4 separate regions of the Mus musculus genome follow, and regions 1, 2 and 3 are each linked to region 4. A link is a contact called in public HiChIP or PLAC-seq and Micro-C data. All regions are on one chromosome and are shown on one strand. The core of a region is the stretch at or near the end of the contact, and the rest is flanking DNA. Distances in the headings are between cores, read along the strand shown.

Evidence for each region. A called contact is a pair of places that touch in the nucleus more often than the background predicts. HiChIP or PLAC-seq counts read pairs in DNA pulled down with a chosen protein or histone mark.
Region 1: a Micro-C map of embryonic stem cells shows a contact between it and region 4, with 2.4 times the contacts expected there. The contact joins the promoter of Smpd5 here to the promoter of Mafa in region 4. A contact is called at or near these places in 1 of 484 Hi-C or Micro-C datasets (embryonic stem cells) and 1 of 115 datasets of contacts at active chromatin or transcription factors (pancreatic cancer cells).
Region 2: a contact with region 4 is called in an HNF4G HiChIP or PLAC-seq map of pancreatic cancer cells. The contact joins the promoter of Sharpin here to the promoter of Mafa in region 4. A contact is called at or near these places in 2 of 115 datasets of contacts at active chromatin or transcription factors (bone marrow-derived macrophages and pancreatic cancer cells).
Region 3: an H3K27ac HiChIP or PLAC-seq map of extraembryonic endoderm stem cells shows a contact between it and region 4, with 6 times the contacts expected there. The contact joins the promoter of Ly6g2 here to the promoter of Mafa in region 4. A contact is called at or near these places in 1 of 39 promoter capture datasets (liver) and 1 of 115 datasets of contacts at active chromatin or transcription factors (extraembryonic endoderm stem cells).

What each region holds. Positions count from the first base shown.
Region 1 is chr15:76,292,970-76,295,835 of GRCm38.p6, forward strand. It overlaps Smpd5 (sphingomyelin phosphodiesterase 5), which reads left to right and starts at 1,403. Exons shown (of 7, transcript NM_001195537.2): 1 at 1,403-2,322; 2 at 2,421-2,493; 3 at 2,715-2,855. The coding sequence starts at 1,465.
Region 2 is chr15:76,349,829-76,352,743 of GRCm38.p6, forward strand. Sharpin (SHANK-associated RH domain interacting protein) reads right to left here and starts at 1,282. Exons shown (of 9, transcript NM_025340.2): 1 at 653-1,282; 2 at 227-401. The coding sequence starts at 850. It overlaps Maf1 (MAF1 homolog, negative regulator of RNA polymerase III), which reads left to right and starts at 1,466. Exons shown (of 8, transcript NM_026859.3): 1 at 1,466-1,831; 2 at 2,592-2,724; 3 at 2,818-2,915. The coding sequence starts at 2,642.
Region 3 is chr15:75,215,120-75,218,122 of GRCm38.p6, forward strand. It overlaps Ly6g2 (lymphocyte antigen 6 complex, locus G2), which reads left to right and starts at 1,259. Exons shown (of 5, transcript NM_001371105.1): 1 at 1,259-1,293; 2 at 1,565-1,635; 3 at 2,596-2,712. The coding sequence starts at 1,566.
Region 4 is chr15:75,746,750-75,750,080 of GRCm38.p6, forward strand. It overlaps Mafa (v-maf musculoaponeurotic fibrosarcoma oncogene family, protein A (avian)), which reads right to left and starts at 1,572. Exons shown (of 1, transcript NM_194350.2): 1 at 1-1,572. The coding sequence starts at 1,173. The coding sequence ends at 94.

The DNA.
Region 1 (2,866 bases), core at 153-2,652, 550 kb after region 4:
TCTGTCTAAGCATGGGGGACCAGAGCTGACCAGAGAATGAAAAACATGGGTTGGGGGGGATAGGGCGAGGGATTGTGGGAGGGGGGACCAGGAGCAGGGGGCATCTATGGGGATGTAAAATGAATAAATAAATGAAAAAAAAGGAACATGGGTTGGAAAAATTGGGGCCCTTGTGGGAGGGGGGTATTGAAATCAATGGGTAGGCTGAGATTGGAAACATCGTGGTGTTTCTAGAAGAGTGGAGACCAAAATGGGGTTGGTTCATGAGAAGGGCAGTGTGGAAAAGCCTGGAGTAGTTTCTGGCTTGCCTGAAGTTGCAGGCGCTAGGGCAGTGACAAGGCAGAAAGGAATAAAAGAACTAGGGACTTAGAAAACCAGTTCTTGCCAGTCAAGGAACAGCAGAGCCTTGGGGGGGGGGGGGCGGATTCAAACAGGAATCTATCAGTACCAATACAACTTCCGGTTAGAAAGAGGCATGGTTCTCCAGCTGGGATACCTCGCCCCACCCCCACCCCCACCCCCACCTGCCCTGCAGAGTTCAATGCCTTCTGCCCAGACTGCCCAGCTCATCAACAGTTGCCTTCATCCAAAGTCTCCAGGACTATCCTGGCAAGCCGGCTGAAGATCGCCAGCCAAGACAAACCTGATGGGTTACTTAAGAGACACTGATGGTCGATGTCAGGGTGTTTGCTGGCTCACAGCTGGAGTTAAGGAGTCAGACTTCCAAGGGGAGCCAAGAAAAGTCTGTGAAAGCCCAAGGGATCATTGTCAAGAAACTAAAGTCAAGAGGGGCGGTGCTGGTACATGTCTTTAATCCCAGCAATCCGGAGGCAGAGGCAGGCAGATCTCTGTGAGTTCGAGGCCAGCCTGGTCTACAGAGCAAGTTCCAGGACAGCCAGAGTCACAGAGAAACCCTGCCCCGAGAAACAAAACAAAACAAACAAAAATAAAACACAGAATTAAAAGAACTTAAGTCTGTTACAGGGCTCATAGAATGGAGGATTTCCTTTTACCTGTCTGGGCAAGCTGCCTCAGGTGTAGAACTAACGGTCCCTCCCCGGGTTTGAAGTCTCAGCCTCTGCAAGCCATCGGTGCTGAGTCTCTGCACTAAGCCAGGCACCGGATTGAGAGGCTGTGGTGAACCTACCTGGCTGTGAGTAGTCAGGCTGTAAAGTGTATTGGAGGGGTGGGGGAGGGGAGAGTAGGCAGGGCCCTAAGTTTTTCTCCGAAGCACTAAGTGGACCCCCGCAAGTACAAGGAGGAAATAGGGCAGGGCTGTAAAGCTCGGATTTCTTTTACGGGTTTTTTTTTTTTTTTAAATTGTTGTTCGTTTCCAACCGCCACAGAAGTTCTGAGTGGGTGGGGCCAGTGGCCAGCACTCAGGCTCGCGGGACGTCCGGGCATTACTAGCGGCGCGCACAGGTTGTGCCACCTGGTCTTGACCTCCGCCGCCGCTGGAAACCAATGAGTCTCCCTGACATTTCGCGGCGAAGGAGCCCAGTGCCCCAAGAGGACTGGCCCCTGACACCCAACGCCCTGAGGCCTTCACCTTTCCCGAACCCAGTGCTGCAAGCCCTCTACAGTTTATCCCGCGTGCTGCTTTTCCCGACTTACTGGTCCCTGGACCAGTTGCTGGGCTGCTGGGCACCAAGCGTCCGATCCAAAAGCTTGGGGTGGTTCAAAGTCCTGGCAGGAAGTGGGGTGTTGCTACCACTGGTGGTGGTCGGCCTACCCTTAGCGTTGGTCGGCCTTGCGCTCTGGCTGCCCCTCCAGGTCTGGCGCCGCCCCTTCTGCTATCAGCCCCCTCCGGCATGCTGGGTGTGGCCACAGCCCTGGCATCCGCCTGCTGAGCGCCGGCGCTGCTTTGTCTTTCTCACTGCTAATCTGTGCCTATTGCCCCACGGGCTGGCTCATTTTAACAACCTGTCGCACAGCCTGCAGCGCGCCGAGGCTGTAGGGGCCGCACTGCTAGATAGCCTTCAATCGTCACAGTATAGGGTTTCCGAATGCAGTCAGCCGCCGCCTAGGGTGCCTGGTGGTGAGCTGAAGGCCACATTACCTATGGGCTTGGACTTCGTGTGTCTGCAGGAAGTGTTCGACCTCCGCGCAGCTCGTCGTCTTGTGCGTGTCTTGGTACCAAATCTGGGCCCGGTGATATATGATGTGGGCACATTTGGCTTAATGGCTGGGCCGTACATCAAGGTACTGGGCAGTGGGCTTCTACTGGCCTCGCGCTACCCGTTGCTGCGTGCCACCTTCCGTTGCTTTCCTAACGCTCGTCGCGAGGACGCCATGGCCTCCAAAGGTCTACTATCAGTCCAGGTACTAACCCAGGCTGCAGTGAGCCCTAGCGGGGAGAGCGTAAGCAATAGATTTAACCAGGAGAGCAAGAAGACCTGGAACTGTGGGTGGTGTTGCAGGCGCAGCTAGGCATCGTGGACGGGCACCCCATCGTGGGATACCTTCATTGTACACATTTGCATGCACCCGTTGGTGAGCCCTGCAGGAGGGTTTGAAATGTGGGTAGGTAGCCCCTCTTCTCTCCTTCGAAGGCAGTAGGTCCCTTAACCTTACCAACACGTCTGTCCCCACATCCCAATGTTCTCTGCCCCAGACATCCCAAGAAATGCCTTGGGTGGTTTACAGATCAGGACCCACAGGGTGAGGTCTTAGATCCCTACTCTGGGCTAAGCCAACTTCATCTCTCCTCTCAGAGGATGGACATATTCGCTGCAAACAGCTAACGCTGCTGCTGGAATGGGTGGAAGAGTTCGAGGCTGAGAACCGGCAGAGTGATGAGGCTGTAGCCTTCAGCGTCCTCCTGGGAGATCTAAACTTTGACAACTGCTCCCAAGGTAAGAAGCTG
Region 2 (2,915 bases), core at 32-2,531, 600 kb after region 4:
TTTCCACTGAATACAATCCCATTTTCCTTAAACTCTTAGTCCTGCAGCAATGCTTGCTCTTCTTTTTCTTACTTGTCTGGTACTGGGGTCAGCTCTTGAACCTCTTATTTCTCCACTTCCTTCCTCTTGGAAGCCTTCCTAGGTGCCCAGCTTTTCCATCACTACCCCCAACCTCGACCAGGTGGCCCGGACATATTCAAATAAGCATTTATTTCACAACACTGACCATTTTGTCCTTCTGCGGTGGCATCTCGCACCAGTGCTGCCCACTGCTGTGCTTCCTCGGGGTCGAGGAAGTGCACGCTGAAGGTTCCAGGACCTCCAGGGGGAGGCTGCAGCTCGTGTTGGTTAGGCCCACGGACGGTGTAACAAATAGCCTCCAAGGGCCATTCTAAACTGACCTGAACAGGGAAGAGTACTCGGTCGGTGGTTCCTCTTCGTTACCCACACGAATGTGAAAGGAAAAGGAACGAGGTAATCTTTACGGCTCTGAACTTTTCTCGCCTGTTATCTTACCAATTCCTCACAAGATTTGTAAATTAGGTATCAGCATTATTCCCACTTTTACAGGCAATCAAGAAAAATAACTGCTTAAGGACTGTCGTCAAGGTAATCGAAAGAAAGTTGATTCCAGAATCGGGCCCACACTCACCGCCCCAGGCTCGGTGCCTAACAGTCCTAGCCGGAAGCGTCCAGGCCGCTCAGGGTCCGCTATCAATTGCAGCTTCCGCGGCTGCGCTTCGGCATCCTGTCCAGCGCCCAGGGGCCTGACCGCCGCGTGCACTGCCAGGAGCACCACAGGTGAGGCAGGGTCTGCAGCCACTGCCGCACCGCCGGCGGGCGGCGACATTTCTGATCCGGCGGAGTCCTGACTCTCCGAGAGTGCTTCCGTGATAGAGAACTGTCGAGTACTTCCGCCGGCCAGAAACTCGGACTGTGAGCCTCGGTTCCGGATGCCCCAGAGCTTGGAGAACAAGAAGGACCCGATGCTGCGCACTACCAGAGCCTGATGGCTCGCTAAGCGATAGGAATGGTCCCAGATCTCCAGGCACGGTCCGGCCAAGCTAGTCACCTTTCAGCAGGACCCGAGACAGTGTCACAGACCGGTCACCGGTCACAAAAAGAAGGCAAGGATGAACTTTTCTTAAAGGTTCGAACGAACGACAGCTGCTGCCCTACACAAGACAATACCAGTTCCCGGAAGGAACCAGGCACCAATGCACACAAACACACATAAGCACAGCAGAGGCTCTTCGTAACCGTGGACCACTCTAGGAAGAGGGTTGGCTCCTGGGGGCGGGGCGGGCATGGTTCTAACCAATCAACACCAAGAGGGGAGGCGGGTTCGTTAGCGAGTGCGAGACAGACAAGCTATGCAGCCAGTAGAAGTGGAAGGTGAAGCCGAGTGGCGGAGGAGTCCACCAATAAGGTTTCTCGTGGTCTGGCCCTGTGGTTAAAGTGGACCATTCAGAGGAGTGGGGTTGGGCCCGTCGGACGCTTGTTGTTGTCGGGTCGGGGGAGGCGGAGGTCGCTGTTTCGTTCTCTGGCTGGTACGATCTCGGCGGTCCGCGGCAGGTTGGTCGCGAAAGCGGGCGTTGCAGGGGGGCGAGGCTATGTCGCGGCTGCAGCCCGTATGGGCCGGCAGGGCCTGGAGTAACGGGACGTCGCCGCGAAGCTTCTTCCCCCGGATACAGTGCGGCCCGAGTGGAGGCCGCGGCGCCGCCCTCCAGTCCTGAGGAACCCGCGCTGCGCAAAGCCCGCGCCGCCGTCACCTCGGCACCGACACTAAACAACCCGTCTACCCTGGCTTGATCTAGCCCAATTCTGGCAGGTGGGTGTCCGCCTTGTGCGCCAAGCGGTCCGGGCTTGCGGGAACCACAGTCCCCGGCGGGCCTCGCGCTGCTGCAGTGCCTCATGGGACTTGTAGTTCTTATGCTGCTTGGGGCTGGAGCGCCTCTCTTGGTGCACTGCCTCCTGGGGCTTGTAGTTTCCCGCTACGAATCTGCTGGTACCTCTAGGCTTGCAGGGCAGCAATGCCAGGAGACCACTGGCCTGCGCCAGCAGAGGTGGTGTGTCTGCCCATCCTACACACTTCGACGTACGAAGTACGAATTAGGCATACTTGCAAATAGAATTGAAGAATTCATGGGTTTCCTCCTCTTGACAGGAAGCAGTGAAGCAACCCATAGAACCCGGGAGGAGCACCCATACAGGTGACCCTCAAGGCTTGAAACCCCAGATGCCCCGTTCCGAACCGGATAGCAGGTTCTTATTGAGGACCTTACAACAGTCTGAGGATGCCTGCAGAATGTCAATGGAGTAGGAATGTCGAGAGTGGGTGGGGCCCCCAGCCAGCCCCAGTATATAGTACTTGAGATTGAGGTAGAACCTGGACATGCCATGCTCATGCATAGGATCATCTCCCTGTCAGCCAGTGCTGAGTTCTCAGGGGCAGGTAAGGTGAGGAAGATGAGCTCCATGGTGGACTCAAGGTTAGCTCGAGCTGCAAACAGTACTCTGCTAGTGGGTGGAAAGGCTGAAAGTGGAGCCCTTTGGAGCTAGGTAGCCATGCTGGCTTCCCACATTCCCAGGTAGTGCTGCCCTAATCCCACTGGCACAAGAATCTCCCTTCCCAAAGGACATGAAGCTATTGGAGAACTCCAGCTTTGAGGCCATCAACTCACAGTTGACAGTGGAGACTGGAGATGCCCATATTATTGGCAGGTGAGGCTGGAGGCTCTGGGGATCAATCTGTCAGAGATCACTATCGTGGGCCTCGGGGTTAGCATGCTTCATGACTCTGCCTGCGTTCTTTAGGATTGAAAGCTACTCGTGTAAGATGGCGGGAGATGATAAACATATGTTCAAGCAGTTCTGCCAGGAGGGCCAGCCCCATGTGTTGGAGGCACTGTCCC
Region 3 (3,003 bases), core at 9-2,508, 530 kb before region 4:
TAAACAAGACTTGGCTCCAGATAACAAAAACAGACAGACCCGCTATCACAGAAGGGTAAACCTTGTAGGTCCCAGCCTTAGACAAAGAACTGCAGGTACCAAAAAGTAATTGTGAGAGTTAAACAGTCTTCCATGGGGAAGAGCTCCCAAACTAAGGCCAAGTACTCAGCTCTGAAATCAGATTCCTACAACTAACATTATACAGCCTGAGCACCTTGTATTTATATAGTCAGGAACATATGTGTTCAAGTGTTTTTGTTTGGGGATAACAACAATAAAATAAAATTTGGGAGTCCAAGTGGGTTATATGGGAGGAAAGGAAGGGGGAAATGATGTAACAGCTTAATTTAAAAATATTTTAAAAATTTAAAAGCACATGAGAATATGAATGCTATTACATATGGTGAAAACATAATTCTTTTTAAAAGTAAGGTATATTCTTTTTAAACAATTCAGGAGATCACACTCCCTATACATTAGATTTGAATCCATCTGTGATATTATTTAGACAACTATTTCTCACTAGTCTTTTTATTCTTGGTAAGGAAGCTATCTGGACATCATCGGCCCACTATTGTTGTAACTTAGAAGTCAAATTATAGTTAAATCTCTTCCCCCCACCCTGCTCTAATATCCATCAGAGAGGGGCTTTGTGCCGTGATCTAGCCACTCCAACAGGTACCAAAGTATCTGCAAGCCATCTCTCATCTCTCAAACCCAGCCTTCAAGACTAAAAGGAAAAAATAATGAGAAAGAATCTGTGGACTTTAGTTCCAACAATGTAAACTGCCCGTTTCTCTGGCTTCCTCTCCCCTCTGCCTAGGGCTTGTAAAAGATAGGAGAGAACCTAATCAGACGTGCCTAACATCTGACCTAAGAGGAAAGTCTAAAGTGCATCCCGAATCTTATAGAAGTGAATAGAAAGGAGCCAGCCGCTGTGAGAAAGGCATGAGAGGTTGTAGGTTCACAAACATTTGCCCCCTTACCTTGCTTTCTGAATGGCAAGCACAAGTCACCTGTGGCCCCTGCTCTTCTGACATCCTAGTCCTCCTGAATAATGGTCCCGCCCCAACTGAGTGGTTGTCCCTCACCAACTGATATAAATCTAGCTGACTAGGTCACCAACAAACCATGCTATCTCTTACAAAATAAACATGATGGTCAGAAGGAAGTAAGTACTGAAGCCCCTCCCTTTTCAGGAATCCAGCTGGGAGGAGCTGGGGAAAGAGTAAAGTACTTCAGTCCACATCTGATTGACCTTTCCACTGTGCCTGCAACCTGGTCCGGGAGGAAGTAAGGACTGGTGTCAGGAGGGAGCTGCTAGGTGACAAAGGGAAGAGCCCTCAGGATAGGGCTGTGGTGGGAGTGTGGGATTATGAAGGAAACGCTGGGTGGGTGGTGGGTGAGAGAAGTAGACAGACATGTATTCCTTGGTGAAAGCTGTGTGGGGGTTGGAGGGAGGGAAGATTGGATGCCTGAGCTCTGTGAGAGCCCAGGGATGTGATTGGTGATTTATTAACTGGCTCCAACTTCCAAGGTTTTATCTGTGTACCCTTTCTCCAAGGATGGACAGTTCTCATGCTACAAGGACCTGTGTGTTCATCCTTCTTGTGGCCCTATTGTGTGCAGAAGGAGGTGAGATGGAAAATGGGAGAGGAGCAGGAGGGTACAATGGAGATGGAAAAGGGCCTCAGGGTTGTAGGTACTCCTATTGTGTGCCCAGGACCCTGGGTATGCTGTGGCCAGTCGACTGGGGATTTGCTTGTGGTGGGTGAAGCCTCCTGTGCTGGGGTGCTTTACTGGGTCTGTAAACCAGACCCTGCTTTGCAACAATCAAAACATGCCAGAAGGACTCTTGGACCTCACTACCTGTGCCAGGAACCCTGGCCACCAGAGCAGTCTGTCCTTAGACTCTACCCTGCTGCCCTGGCCTCCCAGTCAGGACACTGGCCTGTGTGCACACAAACTGGCAGAGCCTTCTTTTCCTCCCAGCTGCCAAGTTAAGTGGTGTGGAATCCTTAATGCCTGACATTTGGCTTTTCCTTTTGCCCCAGCCAATGAGACCTGAATGCCAGAACTTCACAACTCTAAGAGCTCTGAGCTCTCAGATGCCTCTATACTTCTAGTCACATCTTTATTTGGGGAAGCCTCATAGTGAGCCTCAGCTTTGAGCTGGACAGTGGGAAGTTATGTGATCTGTCATGGGCCAATAACCAGGGGCCAGCTCTGCATGTTAAGGGTGGGACAGGTCAGAAGAGCCCTCTCCATCTGAGGGCCCCAGTAACTACTTACACACCCACTCACAGGTTCAGCAGACATTTGGTATCTATGTCTTCCCAATATGGTGAATGTGTCTCAAATACCTCTAGGGGTGCAGGTCTCTTCTGTGGGGCTGGCTAGTTGAGACAGCAGTACAGAGCACATTTGAACAATGGATGCTCTTGTTTTGCTTTTGCTTTTCGTGGAGGTGAATGGGCAGCAATGTCCTTGCTCTGTTCTAGTGGCCAGCAGCTGTGTGGACTTAAAGACATTGAGAGGACATGTTTGGCCTAGGAAGGGCATGCCCTAGCACTCATGTATTGTCTTCTTTCTCAGCTCAGGGGCTGGAGTGCTACTGTTGCCTGGGGGTCCCACTTGAGACTTCCTGCAAAACAATGACCTGCCCCTACTCTGATGGATTCTGTGTTACTCAGGAAGAAGAAGTTATTGTGGGTATGTGCCCTGTGGCCTATAAAAGGTGGCTGAGTGTGGCTTTGGAGCAAATGTTGGGTCTGTTACTTGTGGACCATGGTTTCCCTCCCTCCAAGTACAGCTTTCCTGTGATTGAAGTGAGACTCCTGCAATGTGGGGAACGTTGGAGTCCAGGGATGTGCTGAAATGTGGATTTTAAAGCAGGGCTGCCCATTTGCATGGATGGTGTTCATCTGTCATCAGTGCAGTTATGTGATGCTCTTGCCAGTACTTTATGTCTAGGATCTCATTGGATCACTGACAGACCAGGAG
Region 4 (3,331 bases), core at 322-2,821:
GGAGCGCGCGTCCCGGGCCTCAGAGTCTGAACCGAGACCGGGGCGGCCTGCGCAAACTTGTCCCCGGCCGTGGCGAGGCCCAGGGTCCGGCACTCACAGAAAGAAGTCGGGTGCGCCTTTGGCCGCCCCGGGGCCAGCCTGCGCTGGCGAGGGCTCCCGAGGGAAGCCGGCCCCGCCCGCGCCCCCGGGGCCGCCCCGGCCCGCCAACTTCTCGTATTTCTCCTTGTACAGGTCCCGCTCCTTGGCCAGACGCCCCACCTCCAGCTTCAGCTGCTCCACCTGGCTCTGGAGCTGGCACTTCTCGCTCTCCAGAATGTGCCGCTGCTGCACCCGCTTGAAGCGGCACGACTGCGCGTAGCCGCGGTTCTTGAGCGTGCGCCGCTTCTGTTTCAGTCGGATGACCTCCTCCTTGCTGAAGCCGCGGAGCTGCCGGTTCAGCTCCCGCACGGACATGGATACCAGCTGGTCGTCGGAGAAGCGCTCCTCCAAGCGCACGTGGTGGCCTGCGCCGCCTCCGCCGTGACCCGCGCCTCCGCCGTGGTGGCCAGAGCCTCCGTGGTGGTGATGGTGGTGATGGTGATGGTGGGCAGAGTGATGATGGTGGGCAGTGTGGTGTGCGCCGTGGTGGTGGCCGGCACCCATGTCGTCCGCGCCGCCGCCGCCCGCGAAGCTCTGACCCCGGAAGGCCTCATAGGCCGCAGCAGCCGCCGGGTGATGCGCGCCGTGGTGCGCGCCGTGGTGGCCGCTGCCGATGAGCGCCTCCACCGCGTCCTCCGGCGTCAGGTTGAGCGCCTCGGGGTTCAGGTGGTGCTGGTACCCGCTCATCCAGTACAGATCCTCCAGCACCGCTTTTCCTGAGGCGCCCCCGACAGTGCCGGGGCCTCCACTCGGCGGCCCCGGGGCGCCCCCGGCCTGAGCCGCGCTGCCCCCGCCGCCCGCGCCGCCGCCTGTGCCCGGGCTGGGTGCGCAGAAGCTGGGCGAAGAGGGCACCGAGGAGCAGGGCGTGCTGAGGGGCGTCGAGGACAGCGAGCCGGGCGGCAGGCGGTGGCAGAAGCGCTCGGCCTCGGGCGGCTCCTTCTTCACCTCGAACTTCATCAGGTCGAAGTCGTTGACGTACTCGATGGCCAGTGGGCTGCTGGGCAGCTCTGCGCCCATCGCCAGCTCCGCGGCCATCGCCCGGGGCCCCAGCCCCGCCGCCGCGCCCGGCCGCGCCCCGACGGGCGGCGGGGGAGCGTGGGGGGAGCCGCGGGCCTCTCTCCCCCTAGCTCCCCCCCGGGCCGCGGTGGGCTCAGGCTCTGGTCGCGCCGCCGAAGGGCGCAGCAGCAAAAGTTTCCTGCTGTCAACTCTGGGCTGTGCTCAGGGGACGCCGCCGGCCAGGCCTCTCGGGTGGCCCCCCGGCCCGCTACGAGCGGGCGCAGGGCCCCCAATCCTGCCCTCCTCCTCCTTCTGTTCCTCCGCGGTCCTGGCCTGGAGGGTGCAGAGGCCGCGCCCCGGGCTCAGCCGCGCTCCGGGCTCTCCCGCCCGGCCCCGCCCCGCGCCCCACCCGCGCTGCCGGCCGGCCCCGCCTCCCTCGGCCCGGCGCAGAGCCGCACAAGCCTTTATAGAGACGCGCTTCTGGGCCCGCCTCCCCAGGTGGGGGCCGACGCCCCCGGGCCAATCGGAGCCCCAGACCTGCCGCCCTCATTTGCCTATCCCCATGGCAACCCGGAGCCCAGCTGTCAATCTCCTGCGGGAAACAGCTGTGGGAAGGGGTGGGGAAGGGCCGTCGGCAAGAGGAGTGGGCAGGGCCCCCTGGTGGCCGCCGCATGGGACTGCACAGCAGAGGGCGCGAGACCAAGTGGCAGATTCTGAGGTTCCAGGATCGTAAAGCCAGAGAGTGCAGGGAAGCTGAGGAGGCCCTCGTCCAGGGTACTCCTTCGGTGTCTCAGATCCATTAGGTGGTCTAGCTGGCTGTGTCCCGCACCAGGCCCAAGTGGCCTGGAGTCTCCAGAATGGGGACCTCTAACTATCCTGACACCGGTGACTCCCGAGCTGCCCGGGAGCGCCAGCTATTTTTATCCTGTGGTTGGGATGGGTTCAGGAATTCAGTCAACAAAGTTGCTGGCACCTCGGGCGGCGGGATGCACGGTGGAACCGCAGGCCTCTGAGCGTTGTGGTAGGTGGAGTGGGACAGACGCCTGTGGCCACCACGGGGCTAGAGGAGCAGGTCTCGGGTACTCCCTGCGTAGAGAACCCATTTCTCTGAATTGAATTCATGGGGCTGATGGGTCTGGACGCCTGCAGAAATGCCCACAAGGAATCTCAGACCCAGCTGCCCACCAGGGCGGTTTGGAGGAGCCTTGCTGGGTGGGGGCAAGTTGGAGTGACAAGTGGCAAGCAGATTGCCACCGTCACACTTGCTGAATGTCTCTACACACCTAGTAGGAGGCCGCTTCCGAGCAAAAGAAAGCCACAAGGACAACAGGGAGGGTGGGTGACAAGATGTGAGTTCTGTGACACCCTCCCCTCCCCTCCCTCCTCCAGAATTCCAGATCCCAACCGAAGATAGAAAGGGCGTGCATTCACGAACAACAGCTGGATGTGACCCAGAGTGCGGTTTTCTCCTCTCTGTTATCTATAATCTTATATGCCGTTGACTATTAAAAATAATAGACGGGCAATGGTGGTGCAGGCCTTTAGCCCCAGCTCTCCCAAGACAGGAAGATTTCTGGGAGTTCAAGGCCAGCCTGGTCTACAGAGCAAGTCCCAGGACAGCCAAGTCTGCACAGAGAAATCTTGCCTCGAAAAACTAAAAATCAATCAATCAGTCAATCAATCAATCAATCAATCAATCGATTCTTAAATATAAACCATTTGTGCACAAGGTGGAAAAAGTTTGAAAGGGTATTCACAGGATACCTATCCAGGATGTCATGGTGCCAAGGGCTTTGCCTACTCCCTCTACAGGTGCCTGCTATTTCACAGGGGATGCCTGGCAGCTAGGAGCAAATAGCTCCCAGCTCCTTCCCTCAGTGTCCAGACACTCCTCACCTTCATATTCATCTGTGCAGGCTTGGTCTTCAGAAACAAACAAACAAACAAAAAAAGCATGAGGAAACCCCTACAAAACTCTCCCCTCAGCCTGTTCCAAAGGAGACTTCGGGGAGCCATTGGAATGTCTATCTTTGGGACTCTACAGTGCTGAGGTGGTAGCCACAGCCATCAGTGTAATCATGCCCATTCTACGGATGAGGAAAGGAGGCCGTGAAAAGCAACTGGCCTTGTCCAAGGTAACCTATATCAGATCCACCTGTGGCCAAAGGGGAGCCTTTGAGTTAGAGCACGAGGTCTC